Regions from separate parts of the Mus musculus genome. Here region 2 is linked to region 1. A link is a contact called in public Hi-C data. All regions are on one chromosome and are shown on one strand. The core of a region is the stretch at or near the end of the contact, and the rest is flanking DNA. Distances in the headings are between cores, read along the strand shown.

What was found. Hi-C and Micro-C count contacts between places; a contact is called where the count stands out from the background.
Region 2: a contact with region 1 is called in a Hi-C map of the N1E-115 cell line, with 11 times the contacts expected there. The contact joins two enhancer-like sites. A contact is called at or near these places in 9 of 484 Hi-C or Micro-C datasets (the F1.1 cell line, the G1E-ER4 cell line, the N1E-115 cell line and 6 more) and 2 of 115 datasets of contacts at active chromatin or transcription factors (bone marrow-derived dendritic cells and embryonic stem cells).

The regions. Positions count from the first base shown.
Region 1 is chr6:33,927,188-33,932,683 of GRCm38.p6, reverse strand. The region is part of intron 17 of Exoc4 (exocyst complex component 4); the gene reads right to left. Among named protein-coding and RNA genes, the nearest start is that of Gm13853, 62 kb to the left of the region's middle. Within about 2 kb of position 2,758, at least 48 of the 459 cell types and tissues checked have an H3K27ac peak or open chromatin away from gene starts, as enhancers often do. A contact at or near this core is called in the N1E-115 cell line and cortical neurons, where this site is marked.
Region 2 is chr6:33,761,645-33,767,140 of GRCm38.p6, reverse strand. The region is part of intron 11 of Exoc4 (exocyst complex component 4); the gene reads right to left. Among named protein-coding and RNA genes, the nearest start is that of Gm13853, 230 kb to the left of the region's middle. Within about 2 kb of position 2,985, at least 18 of the 459 cell types and tissues checked have an H3K27ac peak or open chromatin away from gene starts, as enhancers often do. A contact at or near this core is called in the N1E-115 cell line and cortical neurons, where this site is marked.

The DNA of each region.
Region 1 (5,496 bases), core at 1,509-4,008:
CTTATATGCATACATACATACTACAGGAATAATTAATGAAAAATATTTAGCCTGCAGAAATCTACAGAAATAAGTGGGACAAATAAAACTAGAAAAAATAAAGGAAAAGAATATATTCATATTTTAAGAACTTAATTGAAAATGATGCTATATAAAAGATAGATCCTATATTTACCAAATGATAGCTTTATCTTCACATGTTGAAGTCCAGTGATCTATACGTGATCCTATATCTATTATTTTATGAACTGGGAATTTATTTAACCTCTTAAATATTTTCCATTTTATTCACAACATGTGACTGTAACATCTACACACAATTTCAAAGAACCAACGTGGAGAAAGCATTTGCTACAGTGCATATATCAAGCTCAGCTATAAGCATGCTCATTTTTACCATAGTAGTACATTTTCATTAGCATACATGGACAATTTACACCAAATCTATTTTGGAGCTACCCTTGTTTTAGAGAAAACAATTTATTCCCACAGGACTATAAGGCTAGGTATAAAAATAATTTCTTGGCAAACTATTTGTATTTATTGATGGATGTTCTCTAAACACATGTAAATTCGTGTATACTAAACATACTTTCAAGTCTAGACCATGTTTATAAATACTTTCAATTTATATAAGCCTATTACAAAGAGAAGAGAAAATAAACTACATAATAAACTATAGATACCCAGAAATGAAACTAAATACAATCCTGGTGACTAGTTATAAGACATTTATGATTATGTGGGGAGGGAGAATGTGCTAATAAAAATGAGTCATAAAACATTAAAATATAGGAAAATGTGAAAATTAAGCACATAAAACATCAATTTCAGAATATAGAAAATTAGAAAGCTCTAGCTTACAAAGACACATTAGGGAAGACTTGAGAGCAAAGCCATTTTGCTCACCATGCCATGTGGCTTCCTTTCAGCATCTGGGTTTGGTCTTTTCAGATTAGGAAAGGGGGAAAGCAATGCAGAGGAATGCAGAAGGTACTCTGTGTGTGTGTGTGTGTGTGTGTGTGTATGTGTGGTCAGGCTTGGGAAAATTTGTCCTTTACTTTGAGGAAGCCAGTCATATGAACCTGAGATGAGATAAACTTAACCATGTGGCAGGCCTCAGACTAGTTTAAACAGAATAGCTGAGTTATCAGCTAGCAGAAACAAGCCAAAGGGTCTAGGCATTTATTCATATATAAGAAGTCTCAGAGTCTTTATTTTGGGGAACTAGGGTGTGGGTGGGCTTCAGAACCACCTTGGGCCTCAGTCCTCAGGTGTCTCTAACTTCCTTTTGGACAGATGGAGCTTATTAAGTGAGGGGGATTGGACTTAGCCTCAGGAATTTACCTATCTCCTCTTCCCCAGTGCTGGGATTACAAGTGTGGGCTACCACACTCAGCTATTTTTATACGGGTTCTGGGGACTGAGCTCAGGTACTCCTGCCTCAGCCACTTATTGGATGAGCTGTCTCATTGGTCTGTGTTTCTGAATTTTAAACATGTTAGTTTCAACACTAAACTTTTATTTATAAAACAAGAAGGGGGTCAGCTTCCAGCTTCCAATTTTTCAGTAAGAATTCTACTAAAATCAATAAGTGATAGTTCTTGGAATTTTTACATAGAACAATGTAACCCAGTCCTTTCAGGCAGAAGAACAGCCTCACACGGAAGGCTAACTTAATTTCTTAAGCACGAGACCAAAGAGGCACCGAAGGATACATAAAGACAATCTGATGGGAGATCTTGGGCAAGTTATTTCTCATTTCTATTCCCTGGGATCTTCATTGCATAATAGCATCTGCCATCTATGGTATTCTCTGAGCAATGCCAGTGCCAGCAAATAAGCAACAGTGAACAGATCCATTGTCTGCCAGGAATTGGGAGGAACCCCAAGTTAGAAACTGACTGTATGCTATCACGACAAGAAGGAAATCTTATTTAACTAAGGCCTTCACACGTGAGGCATGTCTCGGAGAACTCAGACCTTAATTAGAGGCAGGCATTTTTCTGGGGAGATTATGAGTTCTCATTGTTTTCAGGCGCTCTGGAGGCTATGCAGGCTGGTGAGGCATGCTCACCTGCATCCAAAAAGCCCCAATTAAACCATTAATTAGAGACCAATTAGTTTCTGCAATGTATGAGATCTACTCTAAGTATAATAAACTTAAGAGAGGCAAGACCAGAAGAAAACGGTATAGGCAGAAATGGGTAGCAAAGTCAAAAGAAGGTTAAATTCAAGAAAAGTAACATTATTTAAATAATGTAATAGACGGTCCTTAAGAAAACACTCTTGGATATCAAATTATACTCATTTTTGTTTTATCACTGACTTTTATTAACAGGTACCTTTTTTTTATATCAGGCAGTAAAAGCTATAAAACCCATCACTTGCCTGTTTTTCCTGGCTGCCAGGAGTCAGAGCTAGCTTTATTATCACCGCTGAATTAAAGCTCCTTCTCAGAGCTTCTAGAGGTCATCATTATTAAAAGAATGTTTGGCAGAAGACTGGCCTCATGTGACCACAAATCCAAACAGAAACTGGTCAGATGAAGCCCTTTAAAGCGAAGCTTGCAAAAAAGGTTGGGATTGGAAGGGCAGACATGACTGGTGGCAGGATAAAGCTGGTTTCAAAATGACTGCGGAAACAGATGCAGGGAATATTTTGTTTCTGGCCGAGCAAAGGAGTCTGCAAGGGGAAGCAGTCAGTGTTCAGCCCAGGCACTGAAGTCTTCAGTCACAGGTCTGTCCTGACAGCTGTGGGTGCTTCCAGTAGGTGGCAGCACGGCATCGCTAATCCTATAGCAAGCTATGCCCCGGTCACTCCAGGAAAACTTAACCTTTTTGCAAAAAACCAAAACAATGTCCCTCTGCAATAAGCCTGTAGAAGATAAGTATACACAACAGCCCCCAAGGGAGGAATTCGACATTCTCAGTCATGGCCGAGGGCATTCCTAGACTTAGCAAAGTACAAAGGTCAAGGATGAAGCAGGGGTCCCACTTAGCACGTTTAGTTTCTGGGCTGGGCTCCTGGTACCTCGAGGAAGAATCTGGGTAGGCGAGCTCACGTGGGATGTGGGTGACTTAAAAAGAGACATGGCTTTCATTCATCCTGAAGGAGGCTGATCTGTGCACTGACAGGGGAAGTAGCATTTCTACTCAGGTAGCAGCATGGCTGTGTGCTCTGTGCTCTGCTGGCTTTATGCATCACCATCTTACTGCCCTTGGCCTATGGACCCTTCCTTTCCGAGGTTGGATGGCTCCATGCTGACGCTTCCCCAGGTCTGTTTGTTTACTCCCACCCTTTCTGTTAAGCTTCCTGTTGTGTCTTAGACACATCTGCTCTGAAGTCCCACAGGCATCTTACACATATCCTCACACTGTAGCCCAGTCCTCCCCGTTCCCCTACCTTACTTGCTGATTCTGTGTGTAGATGCTCCAGGGTCATCCTTAACTCCCGTTCCTCTGCCTCTGACATTCAACCATTACTTAAGTTGAGCTGGTTTTTAAACTCCGTCTTACTTCCCATATCTGTTTTTATTCCTGCTAGCTCTGAGCAGAATCATGACCACACCTTCAGCAATCACTTTACAACTGAGAACATTTACAACTGAGGTCCTACTCAGTTGGGGCTACTGCAGTGAATGCTATAAAAAGAGCCCTTGCCTATGGAGGTCCCATTCTATTGTGGGTAGACAAGGTGAACAATCAGATATAAAATAGGTTAGGTATATGATAACAGGAGATAAGTGAGGGCAAGGGAAATGATGAAGGGGATGTTTCGAGTTATAGGCAAGAAAGTGGCACCCACAGCTTACCACAGGGGATCTCACTTCCCCCAGACCTCATCTTTCAGGGTCCCTCACTTTCTGCTTGAATGGCTCTTCCCCAACTCTGGATAAATCCACTTAGTATTTAAATTATGCATCACTTCCTTACAAATTCTTCCTTGATTGTTCACCTCTCAGGATGATTAGGGAAATGTGAAAATGCGTAGGATATTTCCTTGACAAAGTTCTCTATTAATGTGGTATAAAACTTGAGCTACTCATTTTCTATGACAAATCATTTGGGACTTTTAAAGCTTTAAAGCTCAACATAAAAAAAACTTACTGCAATATAATTCAGCTACCATACAATTTCCATATTTGAAGTATAGAGTTCAAGATCATTTAATATATCCAGAGTTGTACAGCCATCTGCAAAATCTATTTTAGAACATGTTACTCATTCCCAAAAGAAATCCTGAGTCCACATCTTCATTTTCTCACAAGCTCCAAACAGTAAGTAACTGCTAGCTCTGAAGATTTGCCAATTTTTGATATTTCGCACAGAGTCACATACAATGTAGCCATTCATGGCCAGCTTCTTTAATTTAGCCTCATGTGTAAAGGTTCATCATATATTAAATTTCATATTATGGCCACATAATATCTATTGTATGTATTCACATTTCATTCACCCATCAGTTAACACTGTTATAAAATTTGGGTAAAACTTTTTTAGTGCATTTATTTTTGATTTCTCTTGGGTAGAATCTCTGAATCATATGATAAGTCTATTTTTAACTTTTTGAAGAAGGGATAAACTGTTCTTCAAGGCCACTGTACCTTCCATTTTCCCACTAGCACTAGTTCCTCTATATTCTTATCAAAACATAAAATTATTTTTATTTTATGTATATGGGCATTTGCTGGCATGTATGCCTGCACCTTGAGTGTGCATTGTTCATAGAGGCTAGAAGAGGGCACTGAGTTCCTTGGAACTGGAATTACAAATGGTTGTGAGCCACTATGTGGGTGCTTGGAATTGAACCTGAGTCATCTGGAGGAGCAGTCAGTGCTCTTAGCCAAAGAGCCAACTCTACCCCCCCCCTTTTTTATTTGGACTGTGCAGGCAGGCTTATCTCAGTGTGGTGTTGATTTTCATTTCTCTAATAACAGATTATGGTGAGCATCTTTTCATGCTCACCATAAATCATCCACATGCAGATCTTCATGGCATAAATGTCTTTGATAACATTTTAACAGATTATTTTTAAAAAGAGGTTTTAGTCACACAAAGTTGAAAAAAGTAAGTTAGTATAAAGTTCTCAAGTAACTTATATTCATTATTCCTACTAACATCTTATATTAGTATGGCACATTTATCACAACTAATGAACCAACATTAATATACCATCATTATCTACAACCCAACTTCATCCAGACTTCCTTCATTTTTACTGCACGCTCTTTCAATTTTGGGACCCCATCCAGGATAGGAGAGACAATTAGGTGTCATGTGTCCTGGCTGAGATAGCTTCACCAACTATCGTGTTTGTTTGGTTTGTTTTTAATGGCTTTTATACTACGGAGGAGTGTTGGTCAGGTATTTTATAACTATCCCTGCATAAAAATCTCTGATGTCTTTCTTGGAGAAAGAGCTCAGAGATAAAGAGACAATTTCATCACGTGGTATCAAGGCTCCACATTGTGTACATGTTCATGAGTGCTGATGT
Region 2 (5,496 bases), core at 1,736-4,235, 170 kb after region 1:
TGGTAGAATTTTGGCTACGGAGAATGTGGATGTTCAAGGGACTTGCTTTTAGTTTTTAGGTGCTTAAAATATTTTCATAAACTATTCAAAAATAGTTTATTGGTTATCAAGTTCTCATGTTGATGGTTTAACAATGTATGAAACAGCACTGGAGATGCTAGTGATATGTTTGAATGGAAATGCCCCCAGCTGGTATTAGTGTTCTATGAGTTTAATGAAACCTTTCTGACATGGAGCCCTGCTGCTAGACATAGGGATGCAGGGGCAAGCTTTGAGGGTGACAGGTGGACCCTGACTCTAGTTCTGTTTCGTGAATGCCAGCACTATGTGGGCAGCAGCCTATTTCTGCCTTCCTCACCATGATGGACTCTGACGTCAGGAGCTAAAATATGTCCTTCTCACCTAAACTTCTTCCTTCAGTTGTTTAGTAACAGAGATGAGAAAAGCAACCAGCACAATAAGTGATGCTTTTCCTTTAATAGGGCATATTTCTACAGGATCTGGCCAAGAACCAGTCTCCTCGATGCTTATCAGAATGAAGGGATTATATAAGTGAAGCAATAATTGCTGCTGTGAAATGTCTCAGTATGTGGAGACTTCCTCAAGCCCTGTTGGACACATCATGCCCATGATACTTCCCTCCTTGTCTAATGGTAGCTTGGGCCAGTGTCCTTCTCATCCTGTAGATGAGGAGAGGGACCCTTGGGCAGGTGTCACTGGAACACTTTCTCATTGGTGACACTAGACTCATGCATTTCAGGCTGTCACCACCTTACCACAAGGAAACTTAATAAAAAAAATTTACAAAGAGAGATCTGAGGAATCAGCAGAAATGATATACAGATCTATCATGACTGCCCTTTGAAAGACCCAACAAGCAGCTGAAAGAGTCAGATGCAGATATGTGCACTCAACCAATGGACAGAAGCAGCTGACCCTTGTTGAATTAGGGAAGGCTGAGAGAATTTGAGGAGAAGGGTGATCCTATAGGAGGACCAGCAGTCTTAATTAATCTGGAGCCCCAAGATCTCTCAAATACTGGACCACCAAACAGACAGCATACACCAGCTGATATGAGGCCCCCAACCCACATACAGTAGAGGACTTCCAGGTCTGTGTTCATTCAGAGATGATGCACCTAATCCTCAAGAGACTGGAGGCCCCAGGGAGTTTAGAGGTCAGATAGGGTGGAGGTTGAGGGCATCCATGTGGAGACAGGGTGTGGTGGGGAGAAGGTGTGGGATGTGGAACAGTTGGAGGGTGGGAAGGGAGGGGCAGGGAATGGAATATGAAGTGTAAAAAATGAATTACAAATAAAATTAATTTTAAAAAGAGATATCTAAGCCAGCAATAGGGGTAACACTATACAAAAAGCACAACTGGATTAAAAATGAAATGGGAACCCAGGTAAAGGCAAGGAGATTGCAAGTCCCCATTAGTAACAAAAGGTTTGAATTGCTCAGGTAAGTACACTGGCAGCAAACAGGTGAGGTAACAATCCAAAGACAAGAACACAGGGACTCCTGGTACCCAGACTCTCTGGATAAAGTCAAAATCGCCACAAAAAATTGCTTAATTGAGGCTTCTACTTGTTGTGAAAAGGCCAAGCATCACTGTTAGTGAATAAACAAAATACTGGGAATGAAACTCAAAGAAAACAAAAAGTGTAAGTGGTTCGTTTTCTTTTTTTAGGTACAGATGCACACCAAAGAATGAGATTGGATTCCAAAATGCTTTGTGTTTTAAACCCTAGGTTTTTTTTTTTTTTTTTTTTTTAGTGAGGACATTAGAGCCATCTCTAAGAGCTTGGGGGTGGGGAACCAATTGATCAGGCCTCTTTTCAACTTAATGATTTTCATGATGACTTCCAGCAGACCTTAAATGGAGCTAATCTATTTACACTAATAAAGCCGCATCTCCTGTACCAGAGAGTGGAAGAGTGAATGGCAACACTGGCTGTGATCAAATGCCACTCAAAGGCAACGTTCTTCATAGTAACACAATCTCATCTGATGACACAATATGCTGTTGCTGCTATCCATGCATCCCTGGGAAAACAGAAACGGTTACTGGCAGTGTTCTGCTCTATCTGGGAAGATAATAAGTTTGGGCATCAGTGTAATTATCTTCAGCAAATAATTATACTGAAAGCAGCCGTATCTACCATGGCTTGCCTGGGATTCCTGCACCTACCCACCTATCAGTAATGTTCACTTGTAACCCTGTAGACTCCTACAATTCCGACCATCCTGCGTATTTGCTTTAACAGCCATACTTCCTCACTGATTCCCATGGCTAGGTACAGGAGTGAGTTGTGAACCTCTCAGCCCACATCTGCATGGAACGTCATAACGTGACCTAACTTGAAAACAGGTTCTTTGCGGATGAAATTAAAACTTGGGATAGAAATATATAAGATTAGGATGGCCTTAAATCTACTGAAAGTGTCCTTATGGGAGTCAGACAAATGACAGGGACAGGGAAAGGTTATGCTAAGGAACTCTGGTTGTTCCTTAGAGTTGTTTCTTGAACAAGAACAGCAATATCTTCTAGAGCCTCTAGGGTCCCCTCTAGAGCCTTGGAAGAATTGCAGATTCTGATACCTATAACAGTGATGGAGTAAACTATTTAAAGTTTTCAAATATTTATTTATTTGTTTGTCTGTCTGTTTACTGTGTATGTGCACATGTGCACACATATGTATAGTGCAGTGCTTGTATAGAAGCCCAAGGACAACTTGCAGGAGTCACTTTTTTCCCTTAGGTTCTAGAGACTGAACCCTGGTCATCAGTTTTGGGAGCAAATACCCTTCCTTTCCTAGCTATCTTGCTGGCCCCACAGAATTGGCTTCTTTTGTTTCAAGCCACTGTGTTACCCTGCTTTTGCAGCCCTAGGAAACAAATCCACTGACTCGCAGCGCTATGAGCTCCACATGCTGCTACTGATCTCCAGCCAGCAGAGGGGCTCCAGGGACAGGACACGGTGGAGCTACAGCAGCTGCTCTTGCCTGCTGTCAGGCTAGGGTCTAGGGGCACTAGCAAAGTCATTGGGTGTGTGTTAGAGTGAATGCAGGTTGGTGGGGAAAGGAAAGCAGCCTGAAGATCCAGTGGGAGATAGCAGGATGTGAAAGAGCAGTGACAGAGGTCAGAAAGCCATAGAAGGGAGAGCTAAGGAGCAGACAGGAACTGACTTAGAGTGCTCAGTGCTGAGACCAGTCTCATGTGGTATGAGGAAGGAGGTGGAGTATGTTCTACAGTCATTATCCCGCTTAACCATTATTATGTTCCTAGGCCCCCAAAATTATAATTTCTATTTTCCAGAAAAGAAATAGGTATCGAGAGGCTAAATAATTTGGTCACAGTAAAGAAGCTATTAAGTGATATGGCTGGAATTCATTTGTATGCGATTTCAGAGCTTATGTATAAAGCTTGGTTCCCAATATAAAGTTGAGCACTCTATTACAGACTTGACTAGAGTAAATGCCTCAGCAATAACCAGGTTCTCCCTCTCAGGGAAATCACCGATTATAAGCAGCAGCAGTCTTCAGAGAAGTGGTGCTGATCCTGGCTGAATGCTCAGATCATCCGGGCATCTTGCAGGGAGTCCCTCGAGCCTGGCCAACTGATGGCGTGTGGGCAGGGGTACTTTTAGGAAGCTTCCTGGGTGACTTGGATGGGTCATGTTCCTGAGAATCACTGCTCTAAGCCAGCAGGTGGGAGTGGGAAGTGTGGCTGGCTGAGGAGGAGGTGAGAGTTGGCTGTTTGCAGGCAGACTGTAGCTATTTAACTTTTCAGAAGTGACTCTGGCAAATGCTGGGGCAGTGAGGAAAATATAATATGCTTTAAATGTTCAAGATGGCTTACTGTGTTACTCACACAGCTTATGTTTGTTCCTCCAGCGATAGGGAATTTGAGCCTGAGCCTCAGCCGGAGAAGCTGCTTCTGTCTCATATTGCCCTTCCTGAGCCAGAAAACGTGGGCTCCTGTCCTGGGAAAGCACGCTGTAAAATTTGGAAATGTGCTAGACAAGGAAGAAGCTTTTGCCACTGTGGGACATAGTGGGTTTTTTTGTTTGTTTGTTTTGTTTTTTTTTTTCAATGTCTGGGTCAGCATGAAGCAATGTAGAGTATTTCCTTAACATGACTATGGTTGCTCACCACATAAGCACACACAGCATCAGGTCTGGAAAGGCCTGACCCTAAGGCTGGGCGTGGCGACACTGAGAGGCGCTTCTTCAACCTTGGATTATATTAAAGCCATGTTCAGGGCTACTTCAACCCTGGTATAAAGTTCGGGAGTCTGGGTCTCACAAGTTCCCAGGTGAGCTGCACGAGGCTAGGGCAAACCCAAATACACAGACACTCAGATGGTGACATCATACAAGTGCAGGCTAAGTCAGAGGTCTGATGCCTACAGATAGCTCTTTAGCTACTAATAAAGGCAACGATATAGCAGTGTGATGGGGAGAGGAGACTGTCTTTGGATCACTGATTGGAAGGTGCCCTCCCATTCAGCATTCATAGGTAAGGAATAAAAAACATGAAATATTGTTACTGTCAATTAAAAAACAAACAAGCAAACATCAAAGAACATCTACATTAGCAAACAACAATACATGAGAGAACTAAAATTGAACCAGAGTTTGACCTCTTCCCTCGTGTCTATTCTATAGAATGGAAGTCTCTGGATCACCTCAATGTCCTCAAATAAATGAGCCTCAAATTCCATGTCCAGCATGATGATCGTGAAGCCTCGAAACTATACAGCCATAATATGGCTTAGGAAAAAATGAGGAATTTTTCCTACAAGACCTCTTTAGTTTAACTCCAATCAACAGGCTTAGCATTGCAAGAGTTGAGGCCTTTTTTTTTTTGCAGGAAAAATAGTGTCAACCTCTTAGAAGGCTAGATGAGTCAAACCTAATCCTGCCCTTACATCGGAACATCAGAGCATTCTAATTTAGCAATATGTTGGTTTTGAAACTCAAGATTGGGGATTTTGTACCATTAAGGACATATGTCTTTGCAGTAATGAAAGCATTATTTACATCTACCCATTCACTCATCCATTTATCAAATACTGAATGTGAGGACCAGCCAATGACCTGGATTTGATCTTCATAGCTCACATGTTGGGAGGAGAGAAGCAACTTGGCAAGTTGTCCTCTGATCTCGACACATGCACCAAGGCCTGTGTGTCTACCACATGTGCAAATGCCATTTTTATAAATATTATTAAATATTCTAGTTATTCTAAGTCTATTCTGGAACCAGAAATTTAGGAGAGAAGCAATGGTAATAACTATCCAAGCTCTCTGTCTGCTGTAAGTGCTTTAGAGCTAAGGCAGATGGTCCTTTCCTTCACTCTCTGGGAGGCAGTGTGGGACAGTAAAGGATTTGGAGCAATGTTCCTCTAACTATGGCAACAGCCCAATATCCCCACAATCTGTTGTGAATATACACTTTCATGAGATACAATAAAAATGAGTTACTAGAAA